Regions from separate parts of the Mus musculus genome. Here region 2 is linked to region 1. A link is a contact called in public HiChIP or PLAC-seq data. All regions are on one chromosome and are shown on one strand. The core of a region is the stretch at or near the end of the contact, and the rest is flanking DNA. Distances in the headings are between cores, read along the strand shown.

Region 1 (6,727 bases), core at 1,700-4,199:
CAAATAAATCTTAAAAAAAAAAAAAAAAGGTCTACATGTCAGGGAAGCCAGAGCTGTGAATATGTGAATAGAGACCCTCTGTAACAAAGTGAAGTGTGATGTAGAAAAAAAAAAAAACATCAACTTTAAGTCTCCACAAAACCCCACATACATGTGAACACCTATACATGTACACAAGCCACACACATATAAAGATGAAAAAAATACAAATACTTCAAAAGTTCTGTGAACAATATATAATGACACACACTTTCCACCCAGCACCAGGGACATGAAGGTAGGAGAAACCATGTCTCAAAAAACCAAAAAAACCCAAAAAAAAATATATATATATATTTATATTTATATTTATGTTTATATTTATATATAAGTACACTGTAGCTATCTTCAGACACACCAGAAGAGGGCATCAGATCTCATTACAGATGGTTGTGAGCCACCATGTGGTTGCTAAGATTTGAACTCAGGACCTTTGGAAGAGCAGTAGGTGCTCTTAACTGCTGAGCCATCTCACCAGCTCCTGTATCTTTTATCATACTGTCTTAGTTAGGGTTTCCATTGCTGTGAAGAGACACCATGACCAAGGCAACTCTTATGAGGACAACATTTAATTGGGACTGGCTTAAAGGTTCAGTCCATTATCATCATGGCAGGAAGCATGGCAGCATGCAGGCAGACACGGTGCTGGAGAAGGAACTAAGAGTTCTACTTCTTGAGTCTAAAGAAGACTGCTCTCCAGGCAGCTAGGGTATTAAAGTCCACCCCACCCTCCACAGTGACACACTTCCTCCAACATAGCCACACCTACTCCAACTGGGCCACATCTCCTAATAATGCCACTCCCTGTTTGTCCTAGAAGTCAATTTATAAACCAGGTTGGCTTGAACTCAAGGGCTATGCCTACCTCTACTTCCAGGGTGCTGAGATTAAAGGGGTGTGCCATCACGCCCAGTGCTGCCAAGTACTTTACCACACAAAGTAACAATAAACTGTTATGTGCCAGACTTTTAAAAAGATCTTTTGGGAGCTGGAGAGATGGCTTAGCAGTTAAGAGCACTGACTGCTCTTCCAGAAGTCCTGAGTTCAATTCCCAGCAACTACATGGTGGCTCACAACTATCTGATGCCCTATTCTGGTATGTCTGAAGACAGTGACAGTGTACTCACATAAATTAAACAAATCTTTAAAAAAATCTTTTAGGTTTATGTGTATAAATGTTTTGCCTGACACCGGGCAGTGGTAGCACATGCCTTTAATCCTAGTACCCGGGAGGCAGAGGCAGGCGGATTCCTGAGTTCGAGGCTAACCTGGTCTACAGAGTGAGCTCCAGGACAGCCAGGGCTACACAGAGAAACCCTGTCTCAAAAAACAAAAAACAAAAACAAAACAAAAAATGTTTTGCCTGTATGTATATTAACCACCTGTGTGCCAGGTACCCAGGGAGGTGTGGAGAGAGTGGTGCTGGTAGAACTGGGATTGGTTGGAACTGGAGTCAGTAGTGAGGCACCACGTGGGTGATGGGAACCAAACCCAAGTCCTACACACACACACACACACACACACACACACACACACACATCACACACACCGTGGTAACCAAAACAGTTCTTCAGAATAAGAAGTAAGAAGTTTCGGTGCCCTAAACTGGAATTATTTCGTTCATGAATGTTGGCATTCCTTCTAGGCTCAGTTACCTGGCAACAGCCAGGTAGGCGTGGCTTTCTACAAAAGTGACAGTTTGGCTCCTCCTCCATGTCTCTGCCCCTTCTGTCTCTCTTCTCTCCCTGACCCCTTTCTCCCTCTCTTCCCTTCCCCCTCCATCCCCTCTCTCTGCATGTTCCTGGCCAGCCTCTCCCCTCCTCTTCTCTCTCTCTCTCTTTTCTTTCTCTCTGTCCTCCTTTGTCCCTTCTCAGCTCCTCTTTCCATGCCCCCAAATACTCTATTCTATAGCATATATCTCCTTAGGCTGGTACCTCAGGAGGAAGGGATGCTTCAGTATGAGCCCGCCAAGGCACCCCTCCCACCTCACCATACTGTGCCCTACTAAACACATCCTCGTCTTTTTTAAAGCACAACAATGAGGGCGGGTGCGATTTGATGTACACACCTTTTAAAGGTCCCAGGACTTCTCAACACTCCTACACTGGAGCTTTCAGTGTGACCTCTAGTGATGAGAACGCATGTTCAATCCACAGCACCCACGGGCCTGAGAACAGGAAAACGCCAAGAAACCCAGAGTGTCTGGGAAGCACTGAAGCCAGCAGCCAGCGGCAGAGGCATGGGAGGCAAGGAGTCCACAGTGGAACTGAAGATGCTGGGGCAGCCAAGCTGGAGGAGCTGTAGAAAGGAGGGCTCGGGCAATAAAAGGTAAGGGTCAAAGTCTGATCTGAGTTCAATCCCAGCGACACACATGATGGAAAGAGGAAACTGACTCCCGCAAATTGTCCTGACATTCACAAGAACGCCACGACTGGTTCACATGTGCACACACACACACACACACACACACACACACACACACACACACACACATAAATATTAGAAAAAAAAATTTAAGAAGAAAGAAGGTGCATGTAACAGGAGGGAAACAGAGCCAGGAAATCCAAGAGCAGACGCTGCCATGGAAACAGTGGGGGGAGGGGGGGGAGCCAGGAGATTAGAGAAGTTGCCCTCTCAAGCACAGCTCCATCCGAACTTTCAGGAAACTGCTTTATCCTGTGCGTCCTAACCTCATGCTATCAAAACCTCAAAATCAAGGAAGAGCCAATGCCTGACATAGCAGCCTCCTAATAGAAAACCCAAGCTACCCAAGAGCCAATATGAGTCTTCTTAAACTTCTGAATCTGGCAGGAAACCCTTGCCGGAAATCCACACAGAACACAGGGACATGAGCCACACACATCCGGACTGGACAGAGACAGGTCACATGATCTGCATTTTTCCACTTGTAAGTTAGTGGAAAAGAAGGGGAGGAGATATGCAGATTAAAACTTTTCGAAGGTGGTGATGGGTAGGGGTGCCTAAGTCTTAAGAAAGGACCCACGAGTCACAGAGAAGACAAGAGGAACCATGTCTCCATACCCGCAGCTCCACAGGAGAACAGGAAGGCAGGAGGCTGCTTCTAAAGGCAAACCCAGCGGCTCTGGTGAAGACAGGCCTCCCTCATGGCAAGCTCACAATACTCACAAGCCTCAAAACTAGCTGTGAGGTTTGGTGAGACAATGACTCCTCGGTGAAGCGGGCAGGGATCCCTCTGTATGACTCAGAGGTTGCGTGCCATCGACAGAGAAGATCTACGTTTTGTAACTGAGCTATCCCGAGAGCCTGAGAAAAGAACAGGGAACCCCAAATTTAACCCGCCATAACCCCAGGATGAGAAGCAACTCTGGGAGGCAGTTGTGGGGAGTGGAAGGGTGAGACTCAGACAAGACCAAGAGTGCAGGTTGGCAGGAATCCGGAAGTGAGCGCATAGCGGAAAATCAACTCCCACCTGGGTTTCTGAGAGCTGATCTCACTAGCTGAGAACAACCCTGGAGTCTGGCAGCCTGCGGTCCACAGTGGGATCAGGTCACCCTCTAGCCTAGATCTAAAGCCACCTGGCTGCTGTCACTGCTATAGAACTGCTAGAGTTGAAACTTCAGCGCGCCCCTTGCTAGCCACAGCCGCGTCTCTCAGCAGCCTGAGCTGCGCTTGGAAGACCTCCACCTGCTGTGGTTGCTTACTTCGTCCCCAAGGCAGCTGGGTGCCCTGCCAGCTGCTTCAGCTGCTTTGGGCATCGCAGGCTTCGAAGTCTTGGGGATGCTAGGGAGGGAGCCTTGGGAGGCTGAGAAAGCAGCCCCAGCCACAGACCTCAAAGCCAAAAGTGGCAGTAGTGGCCCCTAGTGCGCAAAGAAAGGAGCAGCAAAGAGCTCAGCACAGCTTCAGCAGAGACAAATTCAACTCACCTGCCGCACCTCTGGCCAGGACCAGTGGTCCCAGTTTCTGAGAAGTGGAAATAAGTAGTTGCGTTGTTCATTCTTTTCTTTTTTCTCGCCTCTTCTTTCTTTCCTCTCCGCTCCCCTCCTTTTCTTTCCCCTCTCCCTCCTCTCCTCCTCTGCCCTCTCCTCTCCGGTCCCCTCCTGTTCCCTCCCCTCCATTATGTTCTCCTTCCCTCCCCTCCCCTCCTGTCTCCTCTCCTTTCTTTCTCTCCCCTCTCCTACTTCTTTCTCCCTTTTCTTCGTTTTTCTGTTTGTTTGGGTTTTTTGTTGTTGTTTGAGACCGGGTTTCTCTGTATAGCCCTAGCTGTCCTGGAACTCTCTGTAGACCAGGATAGACCGGAACTAGAGATCCACCTATCTCTGCCTCCTGAGTGCTAGGATTAAATTAGGCACCTGTCACCATCACCGGCCATCTATTTATTTATTTACTTACTTTCACATTTTTTCATTTGATTATACCTTTAGCAGTGTCTTCATGTCTTAATTTACCACACCTATAAAAGCCTCACAGACTTGCGCAGAGATTTGTTTCCATGACGATTTTAAATCCCATTAAATTGGCAACCAAGTTTAATCTTACAGGGACATAGTGGGAGTAGTGGAGGAGGGCAATGAGCTGAACAAAGTAAAATGACCCATTGTGCTGGGCGGAGGTGGCGCACGCCTTTAATCCTCTTGAGAGGCAGAGGCAGGTGAATTTCTGAGTTCGAGGCCAGCCTGGTCTTCAGAGTGAGTTCCAGGACAGCCAGGGCTACACAGAGAAACCCTATCTTGAAAAACCAAAATAAAATAAAATAAAATGACCCATTGTGTGTGAAAATACCACAATCAAACCCGATACTTTGAATTCTAACATAAAAAAAATCAATGAATTAAATTAGGAAGGAGTATCTGTTGGTCTACGTAGGTCAATTTAGGCATAACCTACTCAGCAGATAAATGCATTGATGTGTTCTTTAATGCTGTTCTAGGAGCAAAGTAGGGGGCTCTGGGGCGCTTGTAGTTAGTTATAGCTCTAGGTACTAGTTGCATGAGTTGTATTTATGAAAAATTAGACTGTATCCTTCAAAAATGTACACTTGCCATATGTTTATTACACTTTGTCTTTTTTAGAAAGGTTTCTGTTTTTGTTTTTGTTTTTGTTTTGTGGGGGGTTTGGTTTTTTGTCTTCTGAGACAGGATTTCTCTATGTAACAGCCCAGCCTTGGCTCTCCTGCAACCACGCCCGGCTTAAATTATTTTTTATTTTGAGGCATGGTCATGTTAAGTTATCGAAATTGTTCTGCCTCAGCTCCTGTTACTGATTACAGGCCTGTACCACAAAGCTTAGTGCTAATAATGACTCATAATGAGTTATATTCCTCTTTGGTTGCTAAAAAGCTGGCACTCAAATCTAGAGCTTGCCTCTAGTTTTTTAGACTTACTGACATCTAATTTGCTTTTTTTCTGGCTTTGTCTTATCTCATTTGCATTTTTTGTTTGCACTAATTACCACACCAAATGTTGTTGCTGTTGTTGTTGTTTGTGAGACAAGGTTTTTCTGTGTAGCCCTGGCTGTCCTGGAATTCACTCTGTAGACCAGGCTGGCCTCCAACTCAGAGATCTGCTTGCTTCTGCCTCCAGAGTTCTGAGATTAAAGGCGTGCGCCACAACTGCCCAGCTACTTCAATAATTTTTGAAGGAAGTTGTGCTGCACACAAGAGCTGCTACCAAGCAGGCACAGGGTAGCAGAATGAAACCCATATGTGCTCCAAATCCTGTGATCTCTAATTTCCACCTGGTATATGCTGTTGGAGAGAGCGGGAAGCAGAGGATATGTTATCTCTCCCCTGCAGGGACTGACAAGCATTCAGCCTTCCCTTCTCCCTAAGAAGGACTTGTTGCCATTTTTAGCACAGTAATTTATGAGTTAATTTTCCAGATCAAAATAGTACTGGATTATCCCCATATATGGGCACACACACTACTGCCCCCCACACCTCATATTTACAAAGGCATCAGAAAACCTGCCACAGTTAACTCAGTTCAGATAGGAAACTCCTTTACCCACTCTCAGGTATCGATGCCCCTTATTTGACGACTTTTTCTTACAAATTGTCTACACATAGTAGACACAGTGCCCCCTTCTTTGTTTGTGTCGTTGTTTTGTTGTAACCCCCGAATTACTGATACTAGAGAGATTTCATTGTTGTACAGTTTGTCCCTGCGTTCCCCGCCAGAGGCTCACTCCCTCCCACACACACACACACACACACACACACACACACACACACACAGTGGCAAGCATGATATGCAGACAGCTGGTTTCTGTTCTGCAGCAGCCCTTCCCCCTCCCCTAGTGTTAGAATGGCACCGCCTCTGTGTCTCCAAAAACCAACACCCAGCACTCCTGATAACTCTCCAGGTGCCTGTCCTTGAGACCTTAGCTCAAGGGAGACCAGGGAAAAAGTAAAAGGTAAACAGAGGTCAGGTCACAGTTATGACTGGCCATAAAATTAGTCTTTGAACATACACCCATTAACCCCCCTCCCACTTCAGTACCATTCTACCCTCTACTCCCCTTTTCTGTAACTATTCACACTATTCCTATACTGTATATAAACCCAATGTCTTCTGGACTCAGGGTCTCATTGAGTGCTAGGTGGGTGAACCAAGTTCAAACTTGAAAATAAAAGACTTTTTTTTTTGTGAGTTGCAGCAGACTTTGCAATTCTTGGGCTCATCTGGGTTTCCCGTGAACTCAGGGCACA
Region 2 (6,719 bases), core at 2,950-5,449, 1.2 Mb after region 1:
TCTTCACAGCGTTTGCCCTTTGGTGGTGTCTACACAGTGCATATCTGTTCATTCACATTTACCCCATCCATTTTCCACCCAAATGTATACTCCACGAAAGCACAACTTGGTTTTATTTCTTACTTCATATCTTCACCAGACAGAACAGATTCTACTGTGCTACACATTAAGTGATCAATAAATATTTGCCAAATGAATCACTGATGTCCAAATTTGTAATAATTTAACCCCCGCTTATTTAGGTCAAAAGTATCAAGGAAGAAAGAAGTTCAACTCTCAGTGTTGTTACGGCAGGTGGTCTGAGTTAATTTGCCACAAAATACCAAAAGTCAAGAGGGCTGAACTGAGAGACACAGAGTCAAGTGTGTAAGCCAACGGCAGCAAAAATCCAGCCTAGTTCAAGAAGTTGTGGCTTGGGTTAGGGAAACAATAGAGAAGAAAGGCTGAGGCACAGTACCTCATCTTTCTATCTCTCTGGTAAAGAAAGGGAGGACAAGGGCTCTAAGCAAGGCTAACCAGTGAAAACATAGCAGAAGGACGCTTTTCAAGACCCTGGAGACCTAGCATCTGGTGTCTGCTTCCTTCTGTTCAGTATAGGATCAGAGCTGCCTGCAGCTTAATGCCCAAGCCCAATCCAGTACTGTCTAGTTTCGATAGCCAGGGAGGCTCCATGAGGAATGGAAAGATAAATAAAACACAGCTGTCTTCAGGGTGTCTGTTGACTCAAGTGAGCTGAGAAGACACAGCAGCAACGTTAGGTAACAGGCAGCGTGCTCGACAGAGCGTAGAATCGCAGCAAATCATCTCTCTAAATGAGACTTGGAGTTGTGTTTAAAATAGAGCTAGTCTCTTGAGTAGAAGAAAAAGAACAATTTCCTACTTGTTCGTTGCTTCACCTGCACAGTGTAAGGTTCATGCAGAATTATTCTTTGTTTTGTTTTGTTTTTTGAAGACATGGTCTTCTTATGTGTCCCAGGCTGACCTTGAACTTTTGACCTCTCTGCTTCCATTTCCCTAGTGCTGAATTGCATGTTTGTATGATCATCCATGCTCATTTTATGTGGTGCAGTGGATTGACGCCAAGGCTCCGTGCATGCTAAACAAACACTCTGCCAACTGAGCTACAACCCCAGCCTGCCGAATTGTTTTTGCTTCCTTCTAACACTAAATTGCAGTGATTCTCAGTTCATAGGCATATACCGTGAAGACACATGTCTATGTAGATAATAAAATCGCATTAAGTAGACACTGCTAATTTATGATCAACTGCCACAGTAAGGCTAGTTAAGCTTGAGTCTATGAGTCTATATCAGTGGCACTGGTAATTTATTCATGAGCAGTGTAAACAAATTATAGAGGGAATGCCTATCTGTTTTAAAGGACAAACTGTTTTGAAAGCATCGGAGTTCTTCTAAACAGATAGCAGAAGTGAACACCGGCTCCTCCGAAAACACAAAGTAAGATCCCGAGCTGGGAGCCCCTGAGAGAAGGGTTGGCTCTTCCAATGCTCTGACCCTCAGCTCACCTCAGAGCCCCAGGGAGCCAGAACTTGTTTTGACTAAAGGAGAAACAGAGGAAATCATCTGTAGAATCATGGGGCCAGCAGACTGCCTCCCCCTGTCAACCACTCCTGCTGTCCTCATTGCTCTGGCAGTAAGAAGTGTGTATGCAAGACAGACAACAAAGTCGCTGCAGCCAGGATTATTCACAGGTTATTATGTAAAATTCCCTCATTCCGTAAGATTTATTGAATATTTATTTGCTGGGAGCATTGCTACTCATTCCGGTGTCACCATGGATTTTCAATATCAGGAGTTTATTTAGTCTATAAAAACTCCTCAGAACATATTATAGAAATACCTTGTTACTATACAGTTAGTTTCTTTTAGGAATACTGCCTCACAAGGTCGCATGAGGACCTCCCAGGCCAATGGGGCATGACCAAAATGGAAGCTAGGGAGGTTTGGAAGTGGTAAAATTTACAAAGAGTTTTTAGGAGTGAGTCCAGAATAGCTAAGCTGAGAATAAGATACAAATTGGCATTTAAAACCCACCACCAAATGGATCGTGAGTACAGGGTGGGTAAAGGAGGACAGGAATAAGAGTCATATGACCTGTCAAATGAACAGTCATTCTGAGAGCGGACCCAAAGGCTGATCTGGATGGCTCAAGGCTGCCTGGACACGGTGGCATATAGTAATTTGAAGGCTGAAGCTGGAAGATCACGAGTTCAAAGCTACTCATGATCAACAAGCCAGGGATAGAAAGGTTTCTCTAGACACCGCCTCAAAAGAAAAGACTGCAAAGACGGGCCACGGCTGAATACACAGAGGCAGGGCATTTTCAGCTGCACATTTCCTAATGCTGATCATCTGCGCATCCTTTAGGTTTCCAGCGCTGTCATCTGTTAGTGTTTTACCCAGGCCTAGCTTCTCCCCAGCAGCTCTCTCCAACTCCTCCTACCCAAAAGGAGATAGATCCCCATTGTCCAGATGTCCCATGAAAACACTGCAGTTAACCAAGCCACAGTTCTGCCATGGACACCGAGCTCCTTTAGACTAAGGACCGATTCTTTGCTTGTAGAGTTTATATTGAAACCTTTACAATGACTGAGGAACTCCCCTGTGAGAAAAGCTTTAAAAGGTACACGAAATAAGCCACAGAAATTTCATGTTGGGAAGACTGTGGGAAAAGAAAGAAGAAACCCGTGGGAAAGAAACAGCCTTGGGACTTTTTAGGATGAATGCTCAATAATGCATCATTTATTGATGCCTTCCATATATATATGTGAAGCTGATTGGCATACATAAGATAAAAATGCTCCCAAAATAAATTTAGCTTCTCATATCACCAATATAATCTTCCTAGCTGCTGTATCCTCTGTCCTAATGAATGAGATCACCACCCACTCATCCAGTGACCTTAGCCAGGAACCTGGTGGCCACCCAGCCATTTACCTCAATCAGACTTGATTCTTTGCTGACTTACAAGTGCTATTCTGCCCTTTCCTTACTTTGTTTTAGGTCTAAATATCCCCGCCACCCATCCAGGCTCTGTGGTCATTCCAATGTGGTTTCCATGCGGTAGATCTTACTCCCCTCTCATGAATCTCTATAAAACCATGGGGGCATCTTTCTGAAATGCAAGTCTATCTTTCTTATTATTCTTTCTAGACCTTACAACAATGCCCAAAAGATAAAGTCCTAACTTCTTTGCATGTCGTTCAGCCACCCCCATAATGTGGTCTCTTGCCCCTTTATTTTAATATCATTTCTAACCACTGCCCTATACACCTAAATAACAGTGTCGGGCTTTGAAAGATCACGCCATTTCCCCTCAACCCACCTCTATGATCATTTCAACTGTTTGAATTACCTTCAGACTCAACCTCAGGACCAATGTTTTCGTGACTTCCTCTGCAAGAAGCACATGAGTCCCTACTGTGCCTAGCCATTGCCTGTAACAGAGCAGAGCTCCATGTTGTGACAAGGCTTTTTCTACTAGGAGGGAAGAGATAGAGTCTGGTGTAAGAGTGGCTGTGTGTGTGTGTGTATGTATATATGTGTGTATATATGTGTGTATATATGTGTGTATATATAGTGCATATATATATATAGTACATATATATTTTGTGCATATATATATTTATTGTGTGTGTGTATATATGTGTGTGTGTATGTATGTATATATATATATATATATATATATATATATATATATATATATATATTGCATACAATACCTCCAACCCTGAACCATAAAAGTAACTCCTATTTGCAGAGCATGGGTGAGGTGAAAGAAGGGTCTCAAATAAAAAAAAAATTCACAAGCAGTGACTCAGACTTGGAAAGTTGCATTCAGTTTAAAGTTTTTTTTTTTTTTTTTTTTTTTCTTGGTACATCTGAATCAGAGGTTTTGCGAAAGGAGCAAAGAAGTAGGGGGCGGGGGGGGCGGGGGAGCCGGTCAGAACAGGCAGTATCTCTCAATAAATAAAAGATCAGATGTAACAAAAATAACTCAAAGACTTCTGCTTGGGAACCTGAAAGATCGCTGGTGTCTTGATAGGAAATTATAAAGCTCAATTGTACATTCAGACCTGTTCCTGTCATCTGAACTTGAAGCAGTGACTAAGAGGAAGAGCTGGCTAATTACCTGCAAGTCCTTTAGGAGTGTCCTTGCCAATCAGAGTGCTTCTGCCACCTGGTGGCAGTCTACCCAATGTTTTATTCAACTGCTAAGCATGGCTCCTTCTCATTCAACACAACGCTCCCCCACCCCCCACGCCCCATGACATCATGCAAACCAAGAGGGTCAAATCTCTGTGTTCAGTTTAAGGGCACCATGAGACACCTACATCCTCAATGATGTGCATTTTCTAAAATCAGCACCCAGTATCTACAAGGTATCATAAAAAAAAAAGTAATTTGTGTTATTTTGTCACTACAGTCATGAAACTAAGTAGTATTGGGGCTGGACCCAGGGCTGGCACCCCCCCCCCCAACTCCCAAAGTTCTGGACTTTTGTTATGCATACTTAGACATGAAGAAAATGAAGGGGTCCTTAAGATTTGCATGCAGATTCTCTGGTTATGAACACAGCCAGGTAAATAAAGCGCCCAAGTTGGGTCATGCTGGAGTAAACTGTGTGGGCCTCGGTGTCACTGAAACGATTCTCCACTGAAAAGGACACACCTGTTCTTAAATCTGAAGAGACACCATAAGAGATTTAAAAAATATTTCTAATCCAAGGCCCTGCTTTCAATAGACACTCAACGTTTTTAAAAATTGAATCATGGTGATGCATTAAAAAGTATCAGGTAATCCTAGTAAATAAAGTGATTTATAGCTCTGTAGTTCAAAAGGAATAAGGATGGGATTATATCAAAGATGCGTGGGAATCCGTCTACAGAAGCTCCAAATGGCTCTTTGGGGCCACAAAAATAAACCAATATGTCTATAACCCAACAATACCTACTCAAAAGACCATGTTCTATAAATGATGAGATAAATAGTAAACGTCCCAGATAGGGTTTCACACGATTTGTGCGGATTCCACACCCCTCGCTGAGATTGAGCACAACTCAGTGCATTGTACATTAAACCATGGAGGAAGAGTTGATGAAGCCAAATTGAGAGATACTCAACAAAATACCTGACTAACACAGCTCAATGCTGCGGTGATCACGCAACATCCTGGAATCATAAAACTGTTACAGCTAAGATCAACACAAGGAGTTCTGATTAGATGCAGTGGGGGATCCTAGATGGGGTCCCCAAAGAAAAGGCTGAAATATTAGGTCATCAAAAAAAAAGACATTAGGTGAAAAGAAATTTAATTTTACTGAAGTATGGATTTTATTTGATAATAGTGTATTAACACCAGTTCATTAATTTCAAGAAGTAAATCAAACTAATGTAAGATGTTCAGAGACACTAGGAGTGGGGTTAATATGACTCGTTCTATTATCTTTGCAATTTTCGGTAAAAGTGAAAGCTATTCTGAATAATGTTTTAAGAAAATGAGCCAGATCTCCCATTATAATCAGCAATAACCAGTGCCATGTGGTGAATCAAAGAAACACCAAAATATTATTAAATGACTCTTGGGAAATTAGATAGCAAACCATACAGGAGAAACAAGAAACATTCACTTGAGAAGTGAGAAAGATAAAACATGATTTAAGAGTAAATATTATTTTTATTAAGTAAAACATAGGAAAAATCCACAAACAACCAAAAGAGAAAAATATGCACTTTGATAATTCCATGTTTATAGTGTTTTGAGTTAAGCTGTTCTCAGACTATGGGTTGTAAGCCCTTTGGAAATTGTATATCAGATATCCTGCATATCAGATATTTATATTATGATTTATAGCAGTAGCAAAGTTACAGGTATGAAGTAGCAATGAAATAATTTTATGATGGGGAGGTCACCATAACATGGAGAACTGTATTAAAGGGTTGAAGCATGAGGAAGGTCGGGAAGCATTGTCTTAACTGAAGAGAAATTATATTCAGAACAAATTAATTGGTCTCATTCTGCTTTGGGGATAGAATTAATTTAAGTGCATGGACATTCAACATCTGCACGTATCCATGTATCATGCCTAGGGTAAGACAGAAAATATCAGAAAGTTGTGGTGCTAGACTAATGGCTTAGCTCCTGATATCACTGTGGCTGTATTTTGACGTTTGGGGAACATCGTGGAAGGAGAAAAATCCATCATCAGGCAACAGACAGAGAGGTAAGAGCACCAGGGCTGAAGACAACACCTACAAGGCTTATCAAGCACAAAGAAGTTGCACTGGAGCCTGCCCAGAGCTCTCAGCTTTAGAGACTAGTGTTCATGGTACTGGAGGCTACCCTGCATGCCATGAAAGGAGAAAGATAAATCCAAATCCAGCTACCAAGTCTGTGATCTACAATGTTGATTCTCCTGCAAGATATACCGGTGCAATTGTGGCAGAAAGCTCGTCTGATTTAACTTAAAGCCTATGCAATGGAGCCCATCCCTAACACTGCTTGAGTGGCCAAGAACCAGAGGCCAGATAGGCAAACCGAATGCATTCTGTGTGTGTGTGTGTGTGTGTGTGTGCACACGCGCACGCACACATATATATGTATACACACACACGCATATATATATATATACATATATATATATATACACACAAAATTGTATATATGTATATACAAAAGCAGATACAGGACAAAACAAA

The links. HiChIP or PLAC-seq counts read pairs in DNA pulled down with a chosen protein or histone mark.
Region 2: an H3K27ac HiChIP or PLAC-seq map of the NIH/3T3 cell line shows a contact between it and region 1, with 5 times the contacts expected there. The contact joins two enhancer-like sites. A contact is called at or near these places in 9 of 39 promoter capture datasets (the 3T3-L1 cell line, cranial neural crest, hippocampal neurons and 4 more), 1 of 484 Hi-C or Micro-C datasets (cortical neurons), 6 of 115 datasets of contacts at active chromatin or transcription factors (the NIH/3T3 cell line, astrocytes, differentiating embryonic stem cells and 3 more) and 2 of 9 other capture datasets (adipose tissue and liver).

Annotation. Positions count from the first base shown.
Region 1 is chr14:75,831,447-75,838,173 of GRCm38.p6, forward strand. No RefSeq gene overlaps it. Among named protein-coding and RNA genes, the nearest start is that of Gm4285, 10 kb to the right of the region's middle. Within about 2 kb of position 2,950, at least 407 of the 459 cell types and tissues checked have an H3K27ac peak or open chromatin away from gene starts, as enhancers often do. A contact at or near this core is called in the NIH/3T3 cell line, where this site is marked.
Region 2 is chr14:77,004,247-77,010,965 of GRCm38.p6, forward strand. No RefSeq gene overlaps it. Among named protein-coding and RNA genes, the nearest start is that of Lacc1, 29 kb to the right of the region's middle. Within about 2 kb of position 4,200, at least 11 of the 459 cell types and tissues checked have an H3K27ac peak or open chromatin away from gene starts, as enhancers often do. A contact at or near this core is called in the NIH/3T3 cell line, where this site is marked.